Regions from separate parts of the Arachis hypogaea genome. Here region 1 is linked to region 2. The links are chromatin contacts, called in public Hi-C maps. All regions are on one chromosome and are shown on one strand. Each heading gives the region's core, a stretch centred on a gene start, on an enhancer-like site or on the middle of the called end of the contact. The rest is flanking DNA. Distances are from core to core; before and after follow the strand shown.

Region 1 (5,234 bases), core at 870-3,369, 51 kb after region 2:
CATCACATACTCACACTCACAATATTAATATAATTCAACACACAACCATTAAAAGATGTAATGAACAAAACAACAAACTCTACTAACAATATAATGTTAAATTAAATGAATTGATGACACCTATATATACAAGCAAGAAGAGAAGCAACATTTATTAATTTGATCTTCAATAATATATTATAAAAGGTTTAATAATTTGGATGATTATTCACTAATATAAAAAATAAAATTTTTGTGGGATAAATATTTTTACTGACGTAATATTATGTAATTAAATATATATATGTGTAAATCTATTTTATACTAAAGTGTATTAAAATTAAATTATTTCATTAATTTTTATAGTTTTACTAAAATTTAAAAATTTATAAATAGCTTTCTTCTAACAGTAAATTTTATGAATTTTTATTTATTTATCTCACATCACTAGTAAATATATCTCAACATATTTCATTAAATTAAATATTTGTAGAATAACAAAAATATAATTATAAATTTAAAATTCATATAAAAATCTATTAAAAATTTTTAAAATATAAAAAATTGGTTAAAAAATAAAATAAAATTACAAATACTAATAGAGTAATTATTTAATCTAAAAAATTTAATGGCATCCCACCACAGCAATAGCATTACTCTAATTAAATAGGCCGTACTGATGCCTGGTCTTAGTAGTAACATTACCTTGCAACTTATTGTACTATTAGCCACACTACTGTTGTGTTCATTTGTTTGTTAATTAGGTTCAGTTAGTGTCACTGTTTTACTTTATGTACCTACCTGCCTACATGAGAAATAATGAACTCTTTTTTTTGGTCACTTTACATGCTAGTTATTATGCTCAATGATAGTGTCTTCTTTATGTATATACGTCCTTCTTAGCTTGATTATACGTGAAAAAATTCAGTTTGATACTACTATATATAATAACTCCCTTTACAAGGTAAGGGAAAAACAATGCAATATAACTAAATATCAATTTGTTTGGGTTCAACTAGAGGACTATATAGTTGACTACTTCATGTGCATATATAAATATGCTAATATATATAATATAGTAGGATGTGTATGTTTTAATATGATATAGTTACTACCTAATTAACACCTGTTATCTATATCTATATTTCTGTACTATAAATAATGAAATATTTAATTATTTTATTAGTTTTTATAGTTTTATTAATTTTATAATTAATTTTTTGTATATTTTTTTAATTGGTTTAGTTTTTACATTGTTTTTAATTTTGTAATTAAATTATTTGTGTCAAAAAAATTAAAATTAACATAATATTTCTCTTAAAAAATATATATTCAAAAATTTAATTAGGTTTTTAATTGTGAGTATATTCAATTTATAAAAAAATATTCTATTAATTCTAATATTTTTTATATGAATAATAATTTAATTATAAAATTAAAAGTAATGTTGGGATCCAATTGAAAAAAATAGTATAAGAACCTAATTATAAATTTAGTAAAATTATAAGAATTAATAAAATAATTAAACCAAAATAAAAATACTAGAAAGAGTTGATGTATAAATTTTTTAAAAAATATCTTTTATCATATATATATATAATTATAAAAAAGGTATTTTGTTAACTCTAATAATTAAATTTACGATCTTTTTTTTGTTTTTTTTATCAAAAATAGAAAGATTTAAACTCGTAATCTCTTAAATGAATACGAAAAAACTATACCATTTGAATTATAGTTCATTGGCGTGACTTTTGATTTTAGCATAACTACGTTAGTGTTTATTAATGCACTGGTATGTAATAAGAGTTTGAAAGATTTTAAACCATATATATTTGATTCTTCTGTGGGTTTACATATGAGAAAATCCCCAAGACGTTCAGACTTTTTGTGTCTTGATGCCATTTGAGGGTTTGCTAGAACTTTATTTGAAGGACATTTAATTATGACATAGAATTTAGAATTAATTTCCAAAAGATAAAAAAATTGGTGACATTTGTTTTTTTGGTTGAACAATTCAATGGCTTCATAAACTGTTCAATAGCATAATGCATTTTTGTTTTTGGACATAGTAGCACAATGCATTGAGGCAAGGTAAAAAATATATTCTGTACACAAGGCCCAAATGATCGAAATATTACTCCTACTTATCTACCATCCTTATGGGCCTTGGGATATTGGACCAATACCAACCCAAAGCTACTATGTTTTATTCTTTAACATAGGTTTTTGTTGCTACATAAACTATATAAGTAGCTCTTGACAAAAAAAAAAAAAAGCTAATTAGCTCAAAACTGGGGATAAAATTTGAGTTAAACCCTTCCTGGCCTCGATCTATTTTCAATTTAGACAACTCTGGTACTGTAAGGATTGAAAAATGACAATTTACCATTTGTCCTATCTTTCGTTAGACACATGAGTATTTTTTTGAGAATTTTTGAGAAACAAATCACAGAAAATACTTTCATGTGATGTAACTTATATAACTCAGTCTTTATCAATTCTACGTGAATGATAACTATTTTATTGAGAATGTTTAGTTTTGTATAATTATCAATCCGATGTTTCAATCAAAGAAAAAGTATAGATATCCAACTATTAATTTACTAACTATTGACAACAATCATTAATTATTATTTTTTAATTAAAATTAAAAATATATTGATATCCATTAATTAGAATTTTAAAAATTAGAATTTTAACCCTAGTGAATATTTGCAACGTGAATCAAGGAGTCACGCAACTCCAAATTCTCTCACTCTTCTCTGGCTATTTTTGCGCCTGAAACTTACACCGTCACCGGAACGCCGCCGCCAACTATCGCAATGTCTCCCTCGTGATTTGCAATACCGCCGACCGCCGCAGAGCCGTTTTTGTCGCGATTTGCAACGACATCGACCACCACAGTGCCCTCCTTGTTGTGATTTGCAGCCTGCCGCCACCACAGTGCCCTCCTCGTTGCAATTCGCGGCGTCGTCACCACTGCTGTAGCCCTTTCCCACATGATCCGCTACCACCATCGCAACTCTCCTCCCCTCGCGATTTGTAATTTACCGCCGCAGCCCCTCCTCCCCACCACCATCGCAGTCCTTCCCCTCGCGATTCACATATCACCTTCTCTCCGACGCATGCCCACCAACACGATAACTAACGAGGTCCCTACAGTGTTGTTTCAGTTTTTTTGTTTTTTTTTTTTATTTTTTCTTAAATTTTTCATATTTGAAGAAATGTATTTTGGATGTTTTGAAATTTTTGGATGTTTTGATATATTTTTTTCCGTAAAATTGCAGGTCTTTTTACTGAAGAAAGATATTTCATATTTGGGACTTATGTGACTTTTTATTTTTGTCGTACTTCATATACTTATTAAATTTATTCTAATTGCTTCTATGAAATAAAATTATGAAGATTTACATATTCATATTTTGGCCACTTATATATTTATATTTCTTTACTAGTTTTTAGTTGGTCTCTAGTTGTCATTATATATATTCCTTCTTAAAAATCCAAAAAGTTAAAAGTTGAGAGCACCATAGTTTTTCGTTGGTTGAGGATATATGTAGAGCATAAGAATTATATCATGCTTTTACATTGTGACATAAGCACTAAGATAAAACCAAGTTCCTAAAGAGTTATTCTAGTTGTTATGTATTTTAATTTATGTATTACTTTTGTTTTGATGAATGCTTCTTTTACATTCAAACTATGCTTATAGTTTTAAATTAACTCATATTTTTTTGTCTTAATTTTTGGTTTGTGCTGCTGAAATTAGTTTATGGTAATTGTTAGATATAAAACCAATTAACCCAAGAAATTAAACTATAGATAGTGCCATTTTGTACACGGGATGTGTTTATATTAGTAGTGGAAATGAAACTATTTCAGTTGTTGTCTTTATTCGCTAAACTTAGATAATTGTGTTTGCTTCAAGGATTGTTTAGGTTTAGTTTTGTGTTTTCTGATTGATGTTTATTATTTTTTTCTTGGCAGATTATGAGAATTTTTATAAAAATAAGAAAATTTCGAAGGAGGAGGATAAAAAAGCACAGATCCAAATAGATGTGTCTTTAATAGTTACAGGATTACTATAACTAAATAGATGTTCAAACAATGAAACTTACATTGATGTTAATATGTTTACAGAAAAATTGAGTAACTTGAAAAAATGATATGCACATTGATATATACTTAGAAAGTTTATTGATGAATAAATTAGGTTCTTTGACATTCAAAATAAGAATCTAATAAATTTTTAAGAGTATAAATTACTTAATCTAAAAAATGTTGAAAATCCAACAAAAAAAAATATTCGAAAATTTAGCTAAAAATTCAAAATTTAATGGCAACTAGAACTACGATGACTATCTAATTAAAACCACGCAAACCTCCAAAGGTAATCATCAAGGTTTGATTGAAATAAACATATGCATAAGAACAAAAGTTAAGTTTTTTGTTTAAGATTAGTATCAATGAGTGTTGCTTATTCAATATTCTTCCCCAAGTAAATCTTCATGAGCTTAGCAACTACGGCAGTGCACTTTTTATGCTAGCAACACTCTTGATCACACAATCTGAGATGGATCTTCAGTTTTTTCATCTGACCTACTTGAGAGACTAAGTTAGTCGTAGCTTTCTTCGTTTACTCTTTCAGTTTGAGAAAAATCACGGTCTTAACAAAAAAAAGTCCACAAGTCTCAAAAAATAATATTAAAATCGTCCAGGACTCCATCTATATAAACATCTAATAGTTACTAAAATATCAAGGAAAAAATCAAAAAAATTTTCCAAAAATATCTCTTAATACTACAATTTTATATGAACAAATTCAAACCCAATTTCAAATATCTCTTAATATACATACACTATCTTATGTAAGAAAAAAACCAGCAAAGCATTCAGACATGGAAAAATAAGTTCAAATAAAAAATTCAAACATCTACAATTAATTAAAAAAAACATTCATTTATTCAGTAAAATCAAAGAACATCTCTTATGAACCACTTACTCTATTATATGAATACTACAAAAATGCAAGAACATCCTCTACTAACAAAACAAAACACTAAAAATCTACTAACATGTCGAACAACAACAGGGAAGATAGAAGATCAGCAACGTGTTTGATGAAAGGGGAGGTGTGCTCAGTAGAAGACTGAGTTGTCGGCTCGACGTATGGGGATGGGGAACCAGCGGCGTCTTGTACTCGCGACGATGACGTTGACCTGTGCCCGAACTTGTGGCGACAGCGGTGAGAAGTG
Region 2 (4,942 bases), core at 2,088-4,587:
TGATTAAAAGGTATAAGAAGAGGAAAACATGCGCTACCAAAGATTTTGAGAGATTGATAATCAGGTTTCTGTTTAAATAAGACCTCAAAAGGTGATTTTTTTTGACAAAATAGGAGTGGGTAACCTATTTTCAAATAAGTAGCTGTAATAACAGTTTCATCCCAGAAAATTTTTGGCATTTGAGCAGTGGATAACATGGCTAAACTCATTTCTATTAAGTGTCGATGTTTTCTCTCAGCTCTTCTATTTTGTTGGGGGATATATGGACATGAAAAACGATGTTGAATACCTTCTTGTGCAAGATATGTAGAGAAAGCTTTGGAAGTGTACTCACTTCCATTATCTAACTGTAAAGCCTTTAATTTGCAATTAGTTTGGTTTTCTATAAAATTTTTATATTGAATGAAAGCTGTAAAAACTTGAGATTTATGAGAAAGTAAAAAAGTACATGTATATATGGAGAATGCATCAATAAATGTAACATAATACTTGTAACCAAGATGAGAAATAATGGGAAAGGATCCCCAAACATCCGTATAAACTAATTGTAATGGTGAAGTGTAAACAGTTAAAGAATCACTATATAGAATAGAATGCATTTTAGCTTGAACACAATTTTTACAAAGACTAAACTTCTTATTATCAACACTGCTATCAAAGAGAATGTTACATTGTGATAGAACAAGATGTACAATTATTTTGGTGGCAGTGTGTCGTAATCTCTTATGCCACAAATCAAAAGAAGGAAGAGATATAGAGAAAGCTTTTGGACATGAATCTATTTGTGAATAATAAGGGACAACAATATTAGAAAACTGATATAAGACTCCTTGTCTAAAACCTTGTAGTAGAACCTTCTTGGTGAACTGACATTTAACAAGACAATAAACGGCATAAAATTCAAAATAAACAAAGTTATCCTCAGCAAATTTAGATACAGAAATCATATTCTTGGTTATATGAGTACAGTAAATTAACTTTTGTAGAGAAAACCATCTTTTAGAAGATAAAAAATACAAAAAAGAGTGTCCAATATTAGATATAGAAATACATGTTCCATTACCTATTTGCACTTGTTCTGGCCTGTGTATTCAAATAATGCAATCAAGTTAGATTGAGAAGAGGTTACATGATGAGATGCACCTGTATCGAGATACCAAGCTGGATCAAAGACAGTAGATGGTGCAGCAAAGAATGCAGCAGGGTTGTGAAAGGTATTTGTAGGTGGAGGAGGAGTGATTGCAATAGAATTCACTTGGGTTGAAGTGGAAGTAGTTGATGAAAGAGAGTTGTAGTTGTTCATTCGAGTGTTTTGATTTTGTGATGGTGGGAGAATCTGTTGATCAAATCTATGAAAATAGTGCCAAGCAATGTGTCCAAATCGGCCACATTTACTTGGCATTAAGGTCGTGGTTGTTAATAAAAAGACTTGCCACCTCTAAAAGGTCGACCTCCACCTCTCCCCCTTCCTCTCATCGGATTGCCTCTCACAGTATTTGACATAGAAGGAAAAGAACTTTGAGCAAAATTAGCTTGTATAAGAACATTATCTGGTTTTCTGAACTTATTCATCATGTCATCATGAGTCAATACTAGAGTTTGCACTTCACAAAGACTACATTTTAGGTTTCACATTGATTGTGATTAAAAGACTTCGATACTCTTCATTTAAATTCTCAAGAATAGCCTTTACATGTTTCTCTGTCGAAAGAGGGTAACCTAAGGCTGCTAAAGAATCACGAAGGCTTTTAATTTTTGAGATATAATCTTAAGCAGACATACCATGTTTTTTGACCAATTTGAGTTATGCTTTGAGTTGTTTAACCCTATACTTGATGGATTTCTCGAAATATTCTTCGATCTTTTTCCAAATTTCATAAGTAAAGATGCACCCAACCATTTTACTTTTGAAATCAGAATCCATAGATGCAAGCATCCATGAGCTGAGATTATAGTCGTTCTACCTTCATTGTTTGAATTGTTGAGATTCAATCCCAACTTGCTGACTTGCCATGGAATCAAATTGAGGAGGAATTCGTGTTGGATGGAGATGATCTTCAAGATCTTGTCCTCGAATTGTAAAAAAAGCTTGCTGTTACCAAGTCTTGTGATTATTTTCACCAAGTTTATCACTAATCGGGTGAAAGGATTTTTGATTGAAGAAATTTGGAAAAAAATTGTTGATAACAGAAGAGGAGAAAAGAGTGTTATTGGAATTGAAATTGGTAGAATCTTCATTAGGAGAAGCCATGAATCAAACACCTGTGACTCTTGATACCATGAAAGGAATTTCGCAGCAGTAGCTTTGATCGCAGAAAAATAAAAGGAAAGAAGAGGTAATTGAAAAATTAAAAAATAAAAAATATTGAATTTAGTTTCAGTAAAACAAATGAGCCATCCTCTCAATAGAATTTTCCCTCTATACTTATATAACTTTCTTAAAATTAAAATTAGTTCTCTAATTATCATAATTAATTATCCTTAATCTCAACACAAAATAGATTCGATATCTTTTTAGAACTAAGTCCAAATCTAATTAAATCTGGTCAGGCCAGTCGCCCATGAACACCCACTTGGAATTGGGTATGGAATTGGCATTAGAATTAAAACTTGCCTGATTTTCTAGTTTCAATCTTTTATACTTGAAATGATGAAATTTAATTCTTTTACATGTAAAGAATTGAAAAGTAACTAAAATAAAATTGTATTTCAATTATTTTTCAAATAGAAGTCATGTGAATTACACGGTCTGTTCAAAATTATATAAGTCTTGCGAAAAATGGTCATTTTGCCATTGTTAAAATCAATAATTATATTACGTATATACAAAAAATTAATTATCAATTAACTATTGCGTATAAAAATATTATCTTATTATAAAAAAGTTTTATTAGTGTAAGTGAATATATAAAAATATATAATATGTATAAATATATATATAATTAAATATATAATACCTGATTTTTAGTATGAGTGAATAACTTTGTAAAACGGATTATTGTAAAAAAAAAATATTTCGCTTTTGGAAGAAGAGATAAGATAAGGAATAATATACATAATCTCTTGAATATATATACCATTAAAGATTTCAAAAGTCCACATGCAAATCCCAATCTTTCTAACATAAAATAAATATATAATATATATAGGCACCTACGTGCCCTAACCCTTTCTATTGCTTTGCTTACATATCCATTAAGCTTTTATATGGTTCTTAATTAATTTCTTCCCATTAGAGAAAAGAAGACTTTTGTGTCGTCTCATAAACATTCTTTGCTTCCTTCATCAACCAACTTGCACTTCAATATAAATAGATACCCGATAAACTACTTGAACCAATTAGTGAAAAGCTGCATAGTATAACTCATTATTATTCAATCTAACTTAGCTTCCATAAAAGATCCTTTGAATTATTGAATAACACATCTTCATATCATGGGCGCTCTTGGAACAGTTGTAAGAAATTTCTACACAATAGCAGGGTAAATATGTAAATATATGCATATATCTTTGTTATTCTCATATATCTACCAACTTTCATTATATTTCATTTTTTTAGAATCACTACTTCTAATAAATTTGGTGAAAACTCAAGTACAGTTGACTTCACGTGAAGTTGGTACCTGAAAGCTATTAGATGATTTGAATGAATTGACTAAATTTTTATCTAACGACTCTCAAATATCAGTTTCACATAAAGTCGACTTCACCTAAGTTTTTACCAATAAATAGATAGGGCAAAGAAAATTGCCCAATAAATTAATATGGTAAAGGAAGATTATTATAAAAGAAAATTATTATAGACAAAGCCATATATGTATGGTTTATTTATGATAGAGAGCATATACATATATATGGAATTTTCCATATATATATATATATATATATATATAGTCAATGCTTAGGTTTTGTTTTGTTCTTTTTTATTTAATTATTTGTATTGTTTAGCTTACAACGATAATCCTTTGCGATACGAAATATAATTCCACAAACTTTTGTATATGTAGTTTGATGGTTAAATAATTACATATATAAGTTTTTAATTTTGTTTTTCATTTTTGACAGGCCTGGAGTGATGCTTCTTTATCCCTTGTAAGCTAGTAGCTAGTTGCCAATTCTTAATTAACTTTATGATTTTATGACTAATATATAAATAATATTATTTTTGCTCTACGTTCATATTCATTCCTTCTTATATATAGAAGTTTGAAAGTAGTGCAACAATATTTATTTTTGGGGTGTGTCAATATAATGACATATTTTGTATGAGTAAATATAATATTACAGATACGCATCAATAAGGGCGATTGAGAGTCCTTCAACCTTAGATGATCATCAATGGCTAACTTACTGGGTTTTATACTCCTTCGTCGAACTCTTTGAGCTTTCATGTTATAATATTCTAGCATGGTACGTAGATATATGTATATTATATGATAAGGAATTTACATAAAAATACATGCATGTACATATACATATATATAATATTTGAGTATTAAAAGTAGTGGATTGATAGAATACCATATTCTAACCTTTTCAAAATAATAATTGATTATTTGATAAATTAAAATTGAGGTATTAAAAATGTTATTTGCACATGAAAATCAATTACCAAAATTAATCACGATGTATTTATATATAAATACATATATAATTTAATTTATTTTTAATATTTATTCATTCTACATTGATAGTTGAATTTAATGTTGATTTTGGTGTAAATTGATAAATACATCTTGATGCAGTCATATCTAAATACATTAATTTTTTAATGTGCCAACTTATTAAAAGTAATAGTATACATAGTGATATTATTTCTTTTTCCTTGGCGTCCATGATTAATGTCCATTTTTTACGTACAAATATCATCATTAATTATACCAAAACCAAGTTGAAAATTGAAATACCAAATAGATTTCTATATGTGGCTAATAATAATTGA

The links. A called contact is a pair of places that touch in the nucleus more often than the background predicts.
Region 1: a contact with region 2 is called in a Hi-C map of leaf, with 3 times the contacts expected there. The contact joins the enhancer-like site here to the promoter of LOC112710311 in region 2. A contact is called at or near these places in 4 of 8 Hi-C or Micro-C datasets (leaf and an unstated tissue).

Annotation. Positions count from the first base shown.
Region 1 is chr1:9,416,917-9,422,150 of arahy.Tifrunner.gnm2.J5K5, forward strand. No RefSeq gene overlaps it. Among protein-coding and RNA genes, the nearest start is that of LOC112795329, 4.2 kb to the right of the region's middle. Within about 2 kb of position 2,120, at least 2 of the 3 cell types and tissues checked have open chromatin away from gene starts, as enhancers often do.
Region 2 is chr1:9,364,364-9,369,305 of arahy.Tifrunner.gnm2.J5K5, forward strand. It overlaps LOC112710311 (HVA22-like protein f), which reads left to right and starts at 3,338. Exons shown (of 5, transcript XM_025763535.3): 1 at 3,338-3,482; 2 at 4,066-4,092; 3 at 4,288-4,410. The coding sequence starts at 3,436.